Linked DNA regions of Mus musculus: region 1 is linked to region 2. The links are chromatin contacts, called in public Hi-C maps. All regions are on one chromosome and are shown on one strand. Each heading gives the region's core, a stretch centred on a gene start, on an enhancer-like site or on the middle of the called end of the contact. The rest is flanking DNA. Distances are from core to core; before and after follow the strand shown. Region 1 overlaps Gm32511 (predicted gene, 32511). Region 2 has its middle 6.7 kb from the start of Adam10.

Evidence for each region. A called contact is a pair of places that touch in the nucleus more often than the background predicts.
Region 1: a Hi-C map of the G1E-ER4 cell line shows a contact between it and region 2, with 4 times the contacts expected there. The contact joins two enhancer-like sites. A contact is called at or near these places in 6 of 39 promoter capture datasets (the C10 cell line, the HPC-7 cell line, HPC-7-derived erythroid cells and 4 more), 2 of 15 datasets of contacts at CTCF or cohesin (large pre-B cells and stem cell-derived epiblast-like cells), 16 of 484 Hi-C or Micro-C datasets (the AML12 cell line, B cells, the Ba/F3 cell line and 7 more), 12 of 115 datasets of contacts at active chromatin or transcription factors (bone marrow-derived dendritic cells, bone marrow-derived macrophages, embryonic forebrain and 5 more) and 1 of 9 other capture datasets (macrophages).

Annotation. Positions count from the first base shown.
Region 1 is chr9:71,187,509-71,190,771 of GRCm38.p6, forward strand. The region is part of intron 5 of Gm32511 (predicted gene, 32511); the gene reads left to right. Among named protein-coding and RNA genes, the nearest start is that of Gm32511, 20 kb to the left of the region's middle. Within about 2 kb of position 1,288, at least 19 of the 459 cell types and tissues checked have an H3K27ac peak or open chromatin away from gene starts, as enhancers often do. A contact at or near this core is called in the Ba/F3 cell line, the G1E-ER4 cell line, the HPC-7 cell line and 1 more, where this site is marked.
Region 2 is chr9:70,670,680-70,673,839 of GRCm38.p6, forward strand. No RefSeq gene overlaps it. Among named protein-coding and RNA genes, the nearest start is that of Adam10, 6.7 kb to the right of the region's middle. Within about 2 kb of position 1,697, at least 96 of the 459 cell types and tissues checked have an H3K27ac peak or open chromatin away from gene starts, as enhancers often do. A contact at or near this core is called in the Ba/F3 cell line, the G1E-ER4 cell line, the HPC-7 cell line and 1 more, where this site is marked.

The DNA.
Region 1 (3,263 bases), core at 38-2,537, 520 kb after region 2:
AGTTCCGCTTCAGAAACTCCAGTAGAGTTTGTGATTGACAGGAAGCCCTTCCACCGTCTCCTCCTCCACTTCTCCTTTTGGTCTTAACTGCATGTATCTTTTCTCTAGAAATAGTATTTTGCGTAGGGTTTTCCCCCCGTATCCCCTTTCCTTACCCACCTCTCTGTGACAGGGAAAAGGACTGACTTTGCTGAGTCATTGCTATTTCCTGTACTCTTGATTCCTTCTTATTCTAATTCTTGAGTTGGGTGGGCATGATGGTAGATGTCTGTCTTTCATCTCAAGAGGCAGAGACAGACAGATCTCTGAGTTCTAGGCAGCCAAGGCAACACAGAGAGCCACCTCCGCTAAAGAATACCCACTATTTTCTTTTTTTATCAGTATCATTTATATCCTCTACTTCTTACTTCTGTAATACTGTGGTCACATTCTTACACAAAAGTCCTAAGGACCATGCCCGGCCTTTTTGTTTGTTTGTTTTGTTTTTGTTTTTGTTTTTGTTTTTGTTTTTGTTTTGTTTTTTAACATTACTTTCACTTAAGAGGCATACATTTTCTTACACTTTTAAATTTTTCAATACAAAGATTTATTTTTATTATTTTTAATAGTGCCTGTGGAGTGTGGTGTGTGCATCCTTTATTTGTCTAAAATCTGTCCTACTCTCTCTAGCTCCATTGTGAAGGATTAAACCCAGGCTTCTCCACTTTCCTACTTGGACGATTGAGTCTTCTGATGGTTTTGTCTCACTCCAGCTTCTTTCTCCATACCGTCTCAAGACGTGATGTCCAGAATTACCCTGCATCCAATGCCTCTCACTGCCAGTCCCCCTCTCAGCTCCCCACTACTGGTTGATTTGGCTCATGTCTCTGTTTAGAGTAGGGTTACAGAAGCAAAGCAGTGCAGTAAACTGAGCCTAGTGTGGTCAGTGTAGGTAAATAGAGTAGCTTGAGAAATTATGTCATTAAATCTTCCAATACCTTATGACATGAAGAAAAATTAGACGGAGGGTAAAATATTCAATAGTGACAAGTCAGAGGAAAAAGCATAACCTTATGCTTTAAATGCTAAGGGAGAAAACATACAGAAGACTTTGAGTGAGTCTGGGGCATCCCAGAATAGCACCCAGCCCTGCCCTACTTCTCTGTAGCTCACTTTATAGAGCAGGGAACCCTGCCTAAAAATTCTCATCAACACTATTCGGTGTGTAAGAGACGGAGGTGCAGCTGTGTGCCTACCTACCGTTCTTGCTGCTCTCATACACTTTGGTTTCTACAGAGCCTTACTCCCTCTGGTGGACCCAAGGAACACTGTATTCCTTCGCCTCTTCAGCTGCTGGAAGCCACTTGCCTTCTCTGACTCTTGGTTCCTCCCTCCATCTTCAAAGCACATGGCTGCAAGATCTGCTCTTATCATCAGCCCCCTCACCCCTCTCCTACCCCCTACCCCCACCCCGTCCTCATTCCCTCATGAGGATCTTCTAAGAGCCCTGCTGGGTGCTTCAGGCACTTTCTCCACCTCAGGAGCTTTACTTTAATCACATCAGCAAAGCCCCCTTTTGCCATGCGAGGTAAAATACTTACAAATTAGGAGATTAGATAGGGTAGATAGGGGTATTTCTAGGACTATTATTCTGTCTACAACTAAATGATATTTCTGGGGAGAGAACAACCCGGCCTCTGTAAAGCTGCATTCGACCTCAGGCAAGCTCTCTCTCGCCCCCGTGTGGACCGTTTTTGCAAAACATGGGTTAAATGCAATTTCTTGCACTGAGGTGGCAAGGGTGAAGAAACATCAAAAAAGAGGTCAACTGCAGCTCTGAGGTCACTTTTACACCCCAGCGGTCAAGGATCTAAGGGTAAATCTTTTCAGAAGAAGGTACAGTCAGTCAGAGAAGCTAACTCATGGCTGCTTCAAGCGGAACTTAGTAAAGGGGGTGTGGGTGTGACCAACATGTTCACGTGTGTGATTGTCAACAAAAGAAAAAAACTGCAAAAACTTGGTTAAATTATAAGTTCAATAAAACAAGCATTCAGAGAAGAAATGGCTTTTGAAAATGGTAGGGGTTCAAATGATATGTTCAAGAATTAAAGAACAGAGGCTGGAAAGATAACTCAGTGGTTAAAAGTGCTTATTGCTCTTTTTTTTTTTTTTTTTTTTTTTTTATTTTTATTTTTTTTTTTTCATTTTTTTTTTATTAGGGATTTAGCTCATTTACATTTCCAATGCTATACCAAAAGTCCCCCTTACCCACCCACCCCCACTCCCCTACCCACCCACTCCCCCCCTTTGGCCCTGGCGTTCCCCTGTACCGGGGCACACAAAGTCTGCGTGTCCAATGGGCCTCTCTTTCCAGTGATGGCCGACTAGGCCATCTTTTGATACATATGCAGCTAGAGTCAAGAGCTCAGGGGTACTGGTTAGTTCATAATGTTGTTCCGCCTATAGGGTTGAAGATCCCTTTAGCTCCTTGGGTACTTTCTCTAGCTCCTCCATTGGGAGCCCTGTGATCCATCCATTAGCTGACTGTGAGCATCCACTTCTGTGTTTGCTAGGCCCCGGCATAGTCTCACAAGAGACAGCTACATCTGGGTCCTTTCAGTAAAATCTTGCTAGTGTATGCAATGGTGTCAGCATTTGGAAGCTGATTATGGGGTGGATCCCTGGATATGGCAGTCTCTACATGGTCCATCCTTTCATCTCAGCTCCATACTTTGTTTCTGTAACTCCTTCCATGGGTGTTTTGTTCCCACTTCTAAGGAGGGGCATAGTGTCCACACTTCAGTCTTCATTTTTCTTGAGTTTCATGTGTTTAGGAAATTGTATCTTATATCGTGGGTATCCTAGGTTTTGGGCTAGTATCCACTTATCAGTGAGTACATATTGTGTGAGTTCCTTTGTGATTGTGTTACCTCACTCAGGATGATGCTCTCCAGGTCCATCCATTTGGCTAGGAATTTCATAAATTCATTCTTTTTAATAGCTGAGTAGTACTCCATTGTGTAGATGTACCACATTTTCTGTATCCATTCCTCTGTTGAGGGGCATCTGGGTTCTTTCCAGTTTCTGGCTATTATAAATAAGGCTGCTATGAACATAGTGGAGCATGTGTCCTTCTTACCAGTTGGGGCTTCTTCTGGATATATGCCCAGGAGAGGTATTGCTGGATCCTCCGGTAGTACTATGTCCAATTTTCTGAGGAACCGCCAGACTGATTTCCAGAGTGGTTGTACAAGCCTGCAATCCCACCAACAATGGAGGAGTGT
Region 2 (3,160 bases), core at 447-2,946:
GGAGTAGGCTTTGGACCATGGCAACACATCTTTATTTAACAAAGAATTCTAGAGAGTAGACTACAAGATTCAGAGAGAAGGTTAATTCAGAGTTAAGGTTGGATTAGAAAGGATAATGTTGGGTGATGAGGAAGGACAGAGTCTAGGTAAAGGACACTTAGTTACAAAGTAATTGTTTTTCTAGTTTTAACTCTGTCATAGATTTTCTTTCCTTTCTTTTTGTAGATAAGTGCATACAATGTTTAAAAGTCGATTTTTTTTTTTTTTTTTTTTTTTGGAAACATGGTTTCTTTGTATAGTTCTGGTTGTCCCTGAACTTGTTCTGTAGACCAGGTTGGCCTGGAACTCACAGAGATCCACTTGCCTCTGCCTCCTGAATGCTGGGATTAAAGGTGGGTGCCACCACTGCCCAGCAAGTGGATAAAATATAATTGATAGTATATAAGCCAAAGCAAAGGTCAACAGCTTTAAAATGGCTACTCTAATTGTACAGAACTTCATTAAGATGTGTAGGCTTGGGGCTACATCAGCCTAGCTGGATGTTGTTGTGTTTTAGTTTGCAGGTTACACACACACACACACACACACACACACACACACACCCCTTAAGTTAGAAGCTTACTGTACTCCTTACTCTCTTTTCTCATTGCTGTGACCAGATACCTGGCAAGAAGCGACTTAGGGAAAGAAAGATTTATTTCGGTTCATGGTATGAGAGGTACAGCCTATCATGGGGAGGAAGGCAGGGCAGCAGGAACAGGTGGCTGGTCACGTGATGCCCTTAGTCAGGAAGCAGAGAGAGGTAGTGCTGCCGCTTCCTCCTCGCCCCCCTTTTATTCAGTCTGGACCCCAGGCCATGGGGCCCCAGCCCACACTTCCTTCCTCAGTTAACCCTCTCTGGAAACATCATCGCAGACACACCAAGACTTGTCTCCTAGATGACTTCAAATCAAGTTAAGTCAACTCTGAAAATGAACTATCACACCTGGTACATCTTCCTGTCTATAAAATGGATTACATCTATCTCACAGCATTGTTGCAGTGAATAAACAAGATTGTGTATATTAAAGTGTATATTAACATATCAGGGCTATTATTTGATAATCTGTGGGTATCTGTCCTAGTAACAGAATAAACGTTTGTAGAGTTTCACAACCATGATCATTGCCATTCTGTAGGTTTTCTGGTCCTCTGCCTTTGCCTTCAGGGTCTTGGTCCTGTTGATGTCAGCTGCCACGGTAAGAACACGAGAGTTTCCAGGAAGTAACGCATGCTTAATTGTAACAGAAGGCTAAAAATAAAAGGTGTTTTGGGATAAAATGTGATCGAGATTACTGGAGCCAGAGAAGTGTAAGCAAAATCTTCAAGGACTATTGGAAGTTGGTCTAGTTTCTGAAACAAAGGTCACACAGGCAATTTACTGACGGGAAAACTGAGTTCCAGAGTGACAGACGTCAAGCCCAGTCCAAAGAGGGCAGTCTTTCCTCAGTTCCTGACAAGCAAAGCAGAAGCATCTACAGCTACACAGAGCCATGGCTGTGCCTTGAAAGCTCCTAACTGTTGGATATGAATGAATAAGGAAAATTTTTTTAAAAAATCACTTCAAATCAAAGGAAAGGCGCCTGTGTCTAACATGGTTTCTGAGCCGTCAGCCTGTGCCCTGACCTTGAGAGGCTGGGTTAAAGCTGTGAAAAGGGGAAAGGAAACAAAGACAGAAAACAAGTTGGCAGAAAAGTGCAAGACGTTTTCAAGACTAGACAGACCAGTTTAACTGAATGGAGAGGAAAGAGAGGCCCACAGATGGATGAGGTGTGCCTGTGGAGGCTTTAAATTTTTCAGTAAGCTACTAGAAGTTTAGACAGGAAGATATTGTTTCTAGTTTTTGAATAGAGTACTCAAATTTAGCCTATATTCGTATTGAACTTTAGTAAGTTTGTGTTGGACATGGATATACTGTACTGTGTGGCTCTTTCTAAAACTCCTATAATATGTGAGTCACACTTGTCTTTGAGAATTAGGGAGAACGTGGTTATAATTCAGTATTACAAATGCTTGGCTAGATGTGACAGCCCCTGAGTTCACTCACACACACACACACACACACACACACACACACACACACACACACACAAACACTACATAAATAAGCATTTTGTTTAGAGCCATGTTTGTGGTCCTTCAAAGCTAAGAAGTAGGACTGAGGGGTGTGGCTCGGGCGGGGTGGGGGGGTGGGGAGAGGAGAGAGTATGAGAATATTTGATTTTTTTTTCAGTTTGGGGATCAAATCCACTAGGTTCCTATAGTAACCAGGGCTAAGTATTTAAATAAACATTACAATTTTGTAAGTCTATATTAGAGGTATATAGATGGTAATTCTTTCTAGTAGAGAAGTTAATAAGGATTTGAGAAGAGGGAAGAAGCCTTAGGCATAGGGTTTCTATTGCTGTGATAATACACCATGCCCATAGGCAGCTCGGGAGGAAAAGGTCTATTTCACTTATACGTTCACACCACAGTTCATTACTGGATGAACTCAGGGGAAGAACCTGGACGCAGGAGCTGATGCAGAGGAAGAGCTCTGCTTACTGGATTGCTTTTCCCATGGCTTACTCAGCTAGCCCTCTGAAAAAAATCCAGGGACTCCAAGCCTGGGGTGGTGTGACCAACTCAGCTGGGCCCTCCCATATCAATCCTCCATCAAGAAAATATACCATAAGCTTGTTCCTTCTTCCAAAAGGACCTTAGCTTGTGTCAAGCTGACTCAAAACCCAGCCAGTACACCATATCTCCATTCTGTCTCCGTGCATTTTAAAGGAAATGGATACCCAGTCCCCACCCCCACCCCAGTGTTGGGAATTCTTATGTGTGCTAGGCAAGTACTGTCACCTCTGCGGTTGATCTATATCCCCAGCTCAGACACTGGTACTTTTAAATGCCTGTAGTTGTAAATAGCATATTTCATTAGTCTCTAAAAGTGTATTTAATGCATTCCCCCTAATTCTTCTTTTACATGAAAAGTAAAATTCTAACCAAAAAAGTGTATTGAGAAATGAATCACTGAGCCTCATTCTGTAGAACATGTGGGAGAGACACTCCTTCTGGAGGGTAGAACATGTGCAAAGGTGTTGAAGTGGGAAGTGGTGTGTGTTTGGGAAACTAA